Linked DNA regions of Cricetulus griseus: region 1 is linked to region 2. Evidence: chromatin contacts called from public Hi-C data. All regions are on one chromosome and are shown on one strand. Each heading gives the region's core, a stretch centred on a gene start, on an enhancer-like site or on the middle of the called end of the contact. The rest is flanking DNA. Distances are from core to core; before and after follow the strand shown.

Region 1 (4,516 bases), core at 1,408-3,907, 93 kb after region 2:
GTATGTGCATAGCACATGTGTGCGTGGTTCCCATGGAGGGTTTAAGCAGTGGAGCTACAGGCAGTGAGGAGCCAGCAAGTGGGCGCTGAGAACCAAACCTGTAAGAGCAACAAGTGCTCCTAATGGACTGAGCTATCTCTCCAGCCCTGAGTTATAGTTTTAAAACCTTAACTATACTGAACTTCAGTGCATCATTCTGGGGTGCTGCTGGGAGTTTCCTTTAAGCCAGATGGGCATTCTCTTCAAGAACATACCTGATTTTTGGCTGCAACTCCAATTGTTCTGTTTTTTGGTCCAAATGATATGACTGACCTAGAAGTAACAGAAAACAAACATTTCACATTTGTCCAAAAGCACACATGTGGCCATTTCTAAACTGACAAGAGGAAAATCCCAATACAAAACAAAACAGAATTCTGCAGCTTACAACTTTCACCAGATACTCAAAACTTGGTCTGGGGCATTAATAATTTAAAGCCACAGCTCTGACAATTGAGTCCAAGTGTTAGCCCTGCTTCTGCTTGCAGTTCGGGAATTCTTGCTCAATACCTTATTAAGTGCTAGTACAGTGTCATCAGGTCACAAAAGACATGGAACTGAAAAGCTCTCAACTTAAGTGTTATTAAACTTGGCATTATGCACAACCAACAAAAAGTACAATGTAACTGTACCTCTATCATCAGCTTCATACAATCCTAAATGTCACCGCCACTTCTTATTTTTGTCCTGATCTACCACCTGCTCTAGAATTTAAAAGGTTTTATGTAACTTGAAGAGGTCTATGGTATTGCCTGTGGGGTTTAAAGCATACAGACGAGGCTCCCATCTGGAAGATTCTACTAAAGAAGGTCAAATAAGAAGACAACATAGAACCGAAGTCACTGCAGACTGAAGTATAAATGCTCAGGTAAAGGAGTGACCAATTCGTCACATTAGACACACTTTGACCAGATGAAGAGTGACAGGCACTTTCCTCAGCCATGGGAAGGGAATGCATAGTAACAGAACAGAGACAAGATGGAGAGGTCTTGTGAGGAGGAGGCGGTGATTAAGGTTTTGGATTAGAGGCGTAATCTACTGTGCATTACTAATCCAAACCTAATCTAATTTTGGTTCAGTCACTCCTACGTGGGTAAATGGGATGAGTAAAACGGGACTATACCGAGGACATTTAAATTTGCTGTAACCGAATCATCTTGGAGCTTGAGGTCTTAGCGGGTACTAAATGTCACCCTAAAAGCCAGGAATCCTCAAGCAAAGGCTGGACCTTTTAAGGTGCAGTCTACAAATCCTGTGATTCCGAGCTGAGAGATTAGACACTTGATCTTCTCATTTTCCAAGTCAATTAACTGACTGTAACAGGAATCAATAGCCAATTCAGTCGTTAACCCTGTGCTTTAACAGTAATACATCACTCGAAAATTCTGGTCAACACACCAACTCAAGCATCTCCGCCGCCTTCCTCTGAGCCGATTTAAAACAAAACAAAACAAAACAAAAACAAAAACAAAAAATAACAGAGAATAAAGAAGCACAGAAGCACCCTGAGCATAGAGAAGCACGGAAGGCTGGCATCTTTCCTACTAACCACCAAAGAACCGACCATCATGGCTTTGTAAAGAGGTAGACAGGAGCAGTTGCATTGCTCAGATAAGTTACCAGCAAAGCTTATTTCCTACTCTCTCTCATAAATGCTCCTCTACACATAAGTAACCTAAGGTTAGAATGATTTTACCTTCAGGTTCCATGTTTAATAATCTTTAACTCTGCACATGAAAAAAAAATAAAGACCTACAATAATTGCCTATAAAAGCAAGCAGCTGCTGTCATTGGCTGCACATGCAGGCCTACTTGCCTGTGTAACCTTCAGAAACTAACCCCCTCAAAAAGTTGCTTTTTTACCATGCTTCCGTTTGCCCACCCACGGTGCTGCATACTATTTAATTCTTAGACAAAAAAAAAAAAAAAAAATCCATCTTTCCCACAGAGTGCTTCCACAGCGGCGTGTTAGCAACAACAATATGAAATTTGTAGTGCTTATTCTAAACTGTGCAAAATAAACAATCGGTCTGGAAACTCATGAACGGCTTTCACGCCGAGCCTTTTAAAAAGGACTCTTCCAAAAAGCGATTCAGGGCACTAGGGCAACATTAGCAAACCGAGAGCAGATGAAAAGCAGAGGCGGTGGATTCCTCTACCATAGAGTGTTTCCGTGGTCGCTAACAACAGTCCACCCGCTCCCTAGGCAAGCAGCAGCGCGCACAGGCTCTGGAACCTTCTAGGTCATTTGGAGATTCACCATGCGGAAGAAAAGGCTCAGCAGCTTAGGCTCAGTGGAGATCCCTGCTGGGGTGCGAGCCGGTGCCAGGTTGAAGAAGCTGGGTGGGGGGCGGGAGGCGACCCGGGAAGGCCAATTCAGGCCAGGTGGTCTCCCGGTGTCACGGTTCTCGGAATCCCCGGGGCACCATCTCCCACGAGAAGCGGCGAGCTCGAGCCCTCCCCGGCCTCCCGGGCTCCTACTTACGGGGTGCAGCGGTCGCTGAACTCGTTGGCGATGGTCTCGATGCCCCCGGCCCGCGCCACCGCGATGTAGCAGCTCTGCGAGCCCACGTCTAGTCCCACCACCGACATGGCCGGTCCCGTCCGTCAGCCTCCGCCTCGGGTCCGCTGCGTGCGCCTCCTGCTCCCGACCGGCCGGGAAGATGCCTCAGGCTTACGCCGCGAGACTGCGCTCAGTCTCTGCCGCCGCCGCCGCTCGCTGCTCGCTGCTCGCCCTCTCGCACGCAGCCGCCGCCGCCGCCGCTGCGCCGCTCAGCTACCAATCCAAAAGGGGAGGTCCCAATCGCTCAGCCTTATGTAGCCTACTGAGGAGAACTTTCCAGAATCTGCGGCATTTACTCACCGGCGCCTCCACCGGCCCCTCCACGTGCCACTTCCGCTTCCTTCTTCTCGAGCCTTCGAGAAAGATTCTACCCAATGGACCGCTGGTCGCCCCGCGGGCGGCCCGCGTTGCCATAGTGACAGGGCAGCCGCTCGGATGCCATTGGCTACAGCAGATCGGGCTTGCTCGGCCTCCATCCCGCCCTCCCCATCCGGGGGACAGTTTGCGCTCCTGTTGACACCGGTGATAAATGACGGGCTGGAAACCCCTGCCGCTCTTGAGATGACCCCGGGCGGCAGCGTCTGGTTCCAGACACCGAAGAACTACTGAACGGGCGGAGCAGTGGAACAGTGGAACCCACTGCTCCAAGACCCCAGGCCTCTCGGGCCACCGACTTGCTGTCGGCAGAGAGCATGCCGGGAAACGTAGTTTGGCCGGGAGACCCGAGCGCCTTGCATGCTGGGGAGTGCAGTCCAGCGGAGAGGCCTGGGCGCTTTGCATGCTGGGATATGTAGTCTGGGCCGCGGTGCATGCCGGGACCCGGCTTTGTCTTGCGGGCTCAGAAGAGGAGGCCCAGCTGGTGGCTGCCTATTCGCGCGCTTTCTTTGGCATTGCCTTTGTACTCTGTTCCGCTCTTGTCTGTTATTTCGACAACTGATCAATTCCGATTTCGGAACGTCAGTTGTATGCCGCGAATAGGTAGTACGGTTTGTTGGCAAGATTCTTGCAGAATAAAACACCAGAGGTGGTGGTGGTGGTGGTGGTGCTGCTGCTGCTTCGAGCACCTTTTGGTTTCTATGCAATTTGGAAGGCTGCTGGGTAGTGTCACTTTTAGCTTATTTTGGGTACTAGTTTATGTCGACTGAGTTTAACCCTGACACTCCTAACCATTAATATAAATCAATGTGGTTTCTTACTTGTTTAATATAAGCTTTCGTTTTCTTTCCTTGGAAAGTGAGTTTTAGTTCTATAAAGAGACGCAGGAAGGCGAGGGGGGTGCCGCTTGCTCTTACTTTCAGTTCTTATGTATCGTTTACGTAAACACTTAAAAGTTTGCCTGAGAACCCCCATAACCTCTAGGATATGGAAATAAGCGCAGTTCAAACGCATGCTGCTAAGCAAGTGTGTAATTGAGTAAAGAGTTGGGACCCAAGGTTAAAAAACTTCTCCAGCAAGACAAGTGCGGTTGGTTAAATCGGGGGCTTATACACAAATTAGAGTAAATTGTATATGCTTGTGGTGTTGGTTAGCCTTGCCACTTTAGTTATTTCACCTGCTGCACGTAACTACCATATTTAAAATGGGAGAAGTTATCTCGGGGCGGCTGCATATTTTAATTTGACATCTGTTTAATGTAATCATTTTTGTTAGGAATCTCTTGTCTGAAACTTCCATGACCCCAACTTTTTTTAGTGTATGAAAACTTTTATTAAAATCGGCAGAATCATAGCTATTTTTAACAAAGAGGAACTATAAATTATTTGATCTACCTCCCACACTTCATATGAGAAACTGCAGAACTAAGTGGACCTGGACAGATCTGGGTCAGGTTCAAATCTTAGCACTCACTGCGGATACGCATTACATAAAATACAGCACCCAAATTTGGATTTCATGGGCTTGTGTTCTGGCTGT
Region 2 (4,763 bases), core at 500-2,999:
CGCTGGGAGCGATGACTGGTTGCTCCTTACCTGTCACCACTGCAGCTCTGATCATTGTGTGAAGCGCCTGCCACACTTCAGGTGCATAGATAGTAGCCGGCACAAACGCCCTCCTGCTTGAGACACAATCATCCACTGCCCCCTAGTGGACTCCATGTGAATGACATGATAGGCACCCAGTGTGTGTATTGGTTTAGGATCTAAGCAAATCCGAGTGGCGTTTTATTTTAAGAATGGCTTGCAGCTTCTGTTGATTTCATCTCTGCTGCTCATATCTGTGCTTCTTAATTAACAGCTCAGAGATGGAATAAAATGTCAGTCACGGTGACTTTGTGGAGCTGTATTTGAATGTTGAAAAGTCGTGGCATTTTCCAACCATATTAAGACCTCTTTTGATGATCATTTCAAAAACAATTTTTTTTCCTTAGTCTGGGAAAGGGTTTAAAATGAATGTAGTGCTAAATATCTCAGGTTGGCATTTCGCTAAGCTTCGGGGTTATGTGAAAGAGAAACAAGATTATTTGTAGGACAGAAGCACTAACTGTGCCTACTTTGTCATCTAATCTGTCTCCTAACCCTGCTCTGGCAGATTTCGGAGGCTTCACAATTTGCATAGTTCTTTATTATCCTGTATCCATGGCACCAGGGACCCAGTCATACTTAGCATAAGGGAAGCCACATTTGTGACTGGGGACCTTGTTTATCACTATGCTTGTGAAGGCTGTCCCATGAGTGACTGTCCTTGAGATGTCTGCAGCTTGAGCTAAGATTCATGATGCCTTAAAAGATGGCTTTCCAGCAGTTCTCTGGTGTGTCACGGGACGCTTAATAAGGGATCCACTTATTCTTTAAAGACTTAATTTGCTACTTTTAATTATGTGTGTCTCTGTGAGAGCATGGACACATGAGTGCAGGTATCCACAGAGGCCAGAAGAGGGCATCAGATCCCCTGGAGTTGGAGTTACAGGTGGTTGTGAGCTGCCTAGTGTGGGTGCTGGGAACTGAACTTGGATCCTCTGGAAAAGGCAATATGCTGAAGAATTCCATCAATCCAGATCAAACTGGGGGTGAAACCAGTCAGGAAGGGTTTTGGATTTTTTGGGGGGATGGTGTCCATTGTTGCCCACTTAATCACTGAGCCATCTCTCCAGTCCTGAAATCTACTTCTTATTACATTTTTATTAATCTTGAGTGTGTGTGTGTGTGTGTGTGTGTGTGTACAATTGACAGAGGTCAGTTTTCTCCTTCCACCATATGGGGCACAGGGATCAAAATTCAGGCTGTCAGGCTCGTGGCAAGTGCCTTTGCATGACGAGCCAGCTCACCAGCCCTAAACCAATGGCAGTACTTCAGCAAGGGTGCTTTGTGAGCATCATCCCTCAGTTAGTGTTTGGGGATTTGTGACCTTGTTGAAGAACCTGGCCACAGAATAGTCAGGAAAAGCATGGTATCTGAAGAGATTGTGCATGGTCAGGTGATATGACCACAGATCACGATCTCTGGGTGACAGTCAGGGAATCATGCTGTCCCCCTCCCCAACAGCTCTGTCCAGTGCCCTTGTTCACATCAGGCTGACTGCGGGTCAGTGAGCTCCACGATAGGAAAACTTCTAAGAGAAGTGACCGTCAGTGAGAAAGTGTTCATGTGTACACAGGAAACAATTCAATCGACAAAATTTTCCACCCAGTGTAGATCTGAAGCCACAGTCCACAGGGTGCTTCGGGTTTCTTCCTCAGCAAACTGTAGTTTTCCCCAGCATGCCACAGAAGCTTCTACCGATGACTCATCATGTTAAACTTTTCCTCTTGAGTCAGAAATGAACTAATGCCGAGGCGCAGTGCGGAGGGGAAAGCTGCTGTCTGGCCAGTGGGTTCTGTCATGGGGTGGGGCTGGACTGCCCAGCAACTAAATAGAAATTCCAGGGGCTGCTGAAGAACTCCATCAATCCACATCAAACTTTCGTGGGGGTGAAACCAGTCAGAAAGGGTTTTTTTGCTTTTATTTTTTTTGTCCCTATTGTTGCCCATTATATTACAGTGGGGCCAATGCCCCTTTGCCGTCTCCAAATGACCCGATTTCAATGAGTCAATGTGTTCCATAGACCCTAAGGTCCCAGGGCTGAATAATTACCATCATTAGCAGAGTCCTCAAGCTGAGATAAAATTTAGTGGGAGGAAGGTACAGCAGAGAGAGGCTGTGGTTTGAAAATTAAGATTTTCCTTAAATCTTATATTAAATCTACATTAAAATTAAGATGAATATTTCTGCCTATCTTGGCTATTTATAAACTGACCTAGAGGGTCTGGGGTGTACCTCAATGCTAGAATGCTTGCCTAGCATGTTCAAGGTCCTGGGTTCAGTCCCCAGTACTGGGGAGAGGAGGGTGACGACAAAACCTAGGTAAGTGATTTTTAAGCCATTTAAAATAATTCATATTTAAAATGATGGCATAGGACACACTAGCATTTCTGCTTCTTAGCCTCTACTACAGCTTCATCTGGTACTAAGAATTCCAGAGACCTGGTGGTGTGTGAAGTGACATGGTAGGCACAGAGAAACCCTGTTCTGAGCTGGCTGTCATCTGGGTAAGAAGCAGCTGTCCTGTGGCATCCCAAGCTCCATGCCAGGGTTCCCACTCCTGCTGCCTCAAGGGCCACACCAGGAGGGTTTTATGTAAGGGTTTTGAAGCCGCTGCAGCCACTGCAATGGCTGTAACCTGGCCTTTCATGTTTCAGTCCCCACAAATGCATGATTGAAGAGAGGATTCATCCAAGCCTGTGTCACACTGGCCATCTGGAAAATCGCCAGCCACTCGTTTAGCAAATCACTTTGTTTAAAGGCGGCTCTGTGTCGCAGTATTTATGCTATCAGGATGGATGGCATAATTCCTCCGCCTTGGTTTGTCTGTGTTGCTCCTCTTCATCTGCCTAGCAACTTAAAGGGCCGTTAATGCGTGACAAGGCACTTGACCCACATGATTTCCAAGCCAAGGGAGAGCATTCGTCTTGTGCTGGATTGTCCTCTCCTCCAAAGCAAGGGCACATCGCCCGCACTCTCTGTCTTAATGAAGCCTGCCTTTATTAAGGATCCCATTAAGCTCCACAGGGCCCAGCCATCCAGCACTGTAAATATTACCCTGCAGAAATGCACCCAGGGACCTGATGGAGGGGTGGGGGGGGTGTGCTGGCTCCACAGAGAAGGGGGCCTCAGCTCTCTGCAGAGGGAAGGCTGTTGGTTGACAGCTGGTGCCTCTCTGTTTGGGAAGATCAGTTAGAATCATTAGCAGGTAATGTCACAAGGCCCCTGGGGTGGTTGGAAGAAGAGCTGGAAGCAACATGACTTCAGAATAGCAATGAGTTCTCAAGGGTCTGATCTGATCTGGGTTTTCCTTTTCCAAAAGAGGAAAGAGAAGGAAGGAGCCCATGGAGGCTGAGCCCACTTCTTGTCAGAAGGTCGCCGGTCACTTTGTCCTGATATGGATTATCAACTGTCATTTACCAGGACCAATGATCTCAGTGACTGTTGCTTCCATAAATTGCTCTTCTGAGGTCATGTTATTATTAAGCCTGGAAGCCAGAAGCTCAAATCTGTGAGCCTGTGTGTCCAAGATGTATTATGTGCTCAGGGCTTAACTAGGCCCATGGGGGCGGGGTGTAAAAATAGTGCAATAAATGTGCTCTACAATCAAAGCCTTTCAGAAGACAAACAAATACAAGGGCTCATGGGATCCACACATACATGGACATCATTGGTTTAAGGAAGACAATGCTGTGGTATAAACCAAGTCCTGCAAGGACTCAGAGTGTTGGGAGAGATCTGCAAATGTCCAAGACTCAAACTGTAACATAAGACAGGAGCTGAGATAAGTGAGGCCCTTGCAGAAGCCAAGGGCCAAGAGGTGCTGAGGTGAGAAGTGGCATTCAAATGTACAAGAAGTAGAGTTGTCTTGAGTGTCAGGGGTGGGACAGGGAGAGATGCCAGCTGGCCAAGGGAGGGGTGTACAGTAAGAATATAATGCTTTGGCGTGGGTTAGGAGAGGTGGGGTGGGGCGAGGATTTCTTAAAATGGAATGAGTTCCTCCATGACAGTGTAATGTCATGAAAAGGTGAAAGTCCTGCTGGCACTGACGAGATTCTCATTAATAAATTGTCCACTGGAACAGTCTTACATAAGACACCACTGGCATGGACTTTGTAGTGTATGTCATACTTAGGCTTAAAAAGCCCTGCAGACTCAGAGTCCAGGCACCCAGAGAAGGTGGTTTATCAAGAAAATGACACAGACCATGGCGAAGCCAACAGGCTCTGAACCCAGCCAAGTTTCTGGCTTGTTGGGTTCATTTGTCTGAACTCAAAGACCCCAAAAGTGTCCCACTCTGTAAATAACCACCTTCATTGCCTCATGTATGTCATTCAACCTCACTTTCCTGTCTTTAAAAAAAAAAAAAAAAAAAAAAAACAGGAATCATAAAATTGTCAGTCATACAATGTCGTCATCATTATTGGGTCTTTGAGACAATGTCTCATTATGAAGTCCGGTCTGACCTTGAACTTACCAGCCTCCCAAGTTCTGAGATTGCATTGTGCACCACCATGTATGTAAAATCTACAGGACTATTGTGAGAATTGAATACACTAAAATATGTGATGCCATCCCTGGATGCACCTTCCTGTCACATGGATATTGGAAAATGATAGCCATGCCCCCCCCCAGCAATATACAGAATCTATTAGACACCTCATGGAAGCAAGGGTTTTGTTGTT

Evidence for each region. Hi-C and Micro-C count contacts between places; a contact is called where the count stands out from the background.
Region 1: a Hi-C map of fibroblasts shows a contact between it and region 2, with 2.2 times the contacts expected there. The contact joins the promoter of Hsph1 here to the enhancer-like site in region 2. A contact is called at or near these places in 2 of 8 Hi-C or Micro-C datasets (the CHO-K1 cell line and fibroblasts).

What each region holds. Positions count from the first base shown.
Region 1 is chr4:85,427,165-85,431,680 of CriGri-PICRH-1.0, forward strand. It overlaps Hsph1 (heat shock protein family H (Hsp110) member 1), which reads right to left and starts at 2,658. Exons shown (of 20, transcript NM_001246720.1): 1 at 2,525-2,658; 2 at 255-312. The coding sequence starts at 2,631.
Region 2 is chr4:85,335,477-85,340,239 of CriGri-PICRH-1.0, forward strand. No RefSeq gene overlaps it. Among named protein-coding and RNA genes, the nearest start is that of Trnav-uac, 71 kb to the left of the region's middle. Within about 2 kb of position 1,750, at least 3 of the 6 cell types and tissues checked have open chromatin away from gene starts, as enhancers often do. A contact at or near this core is called in the CHO-K1 cell line and fibroblasts, where this site is marked.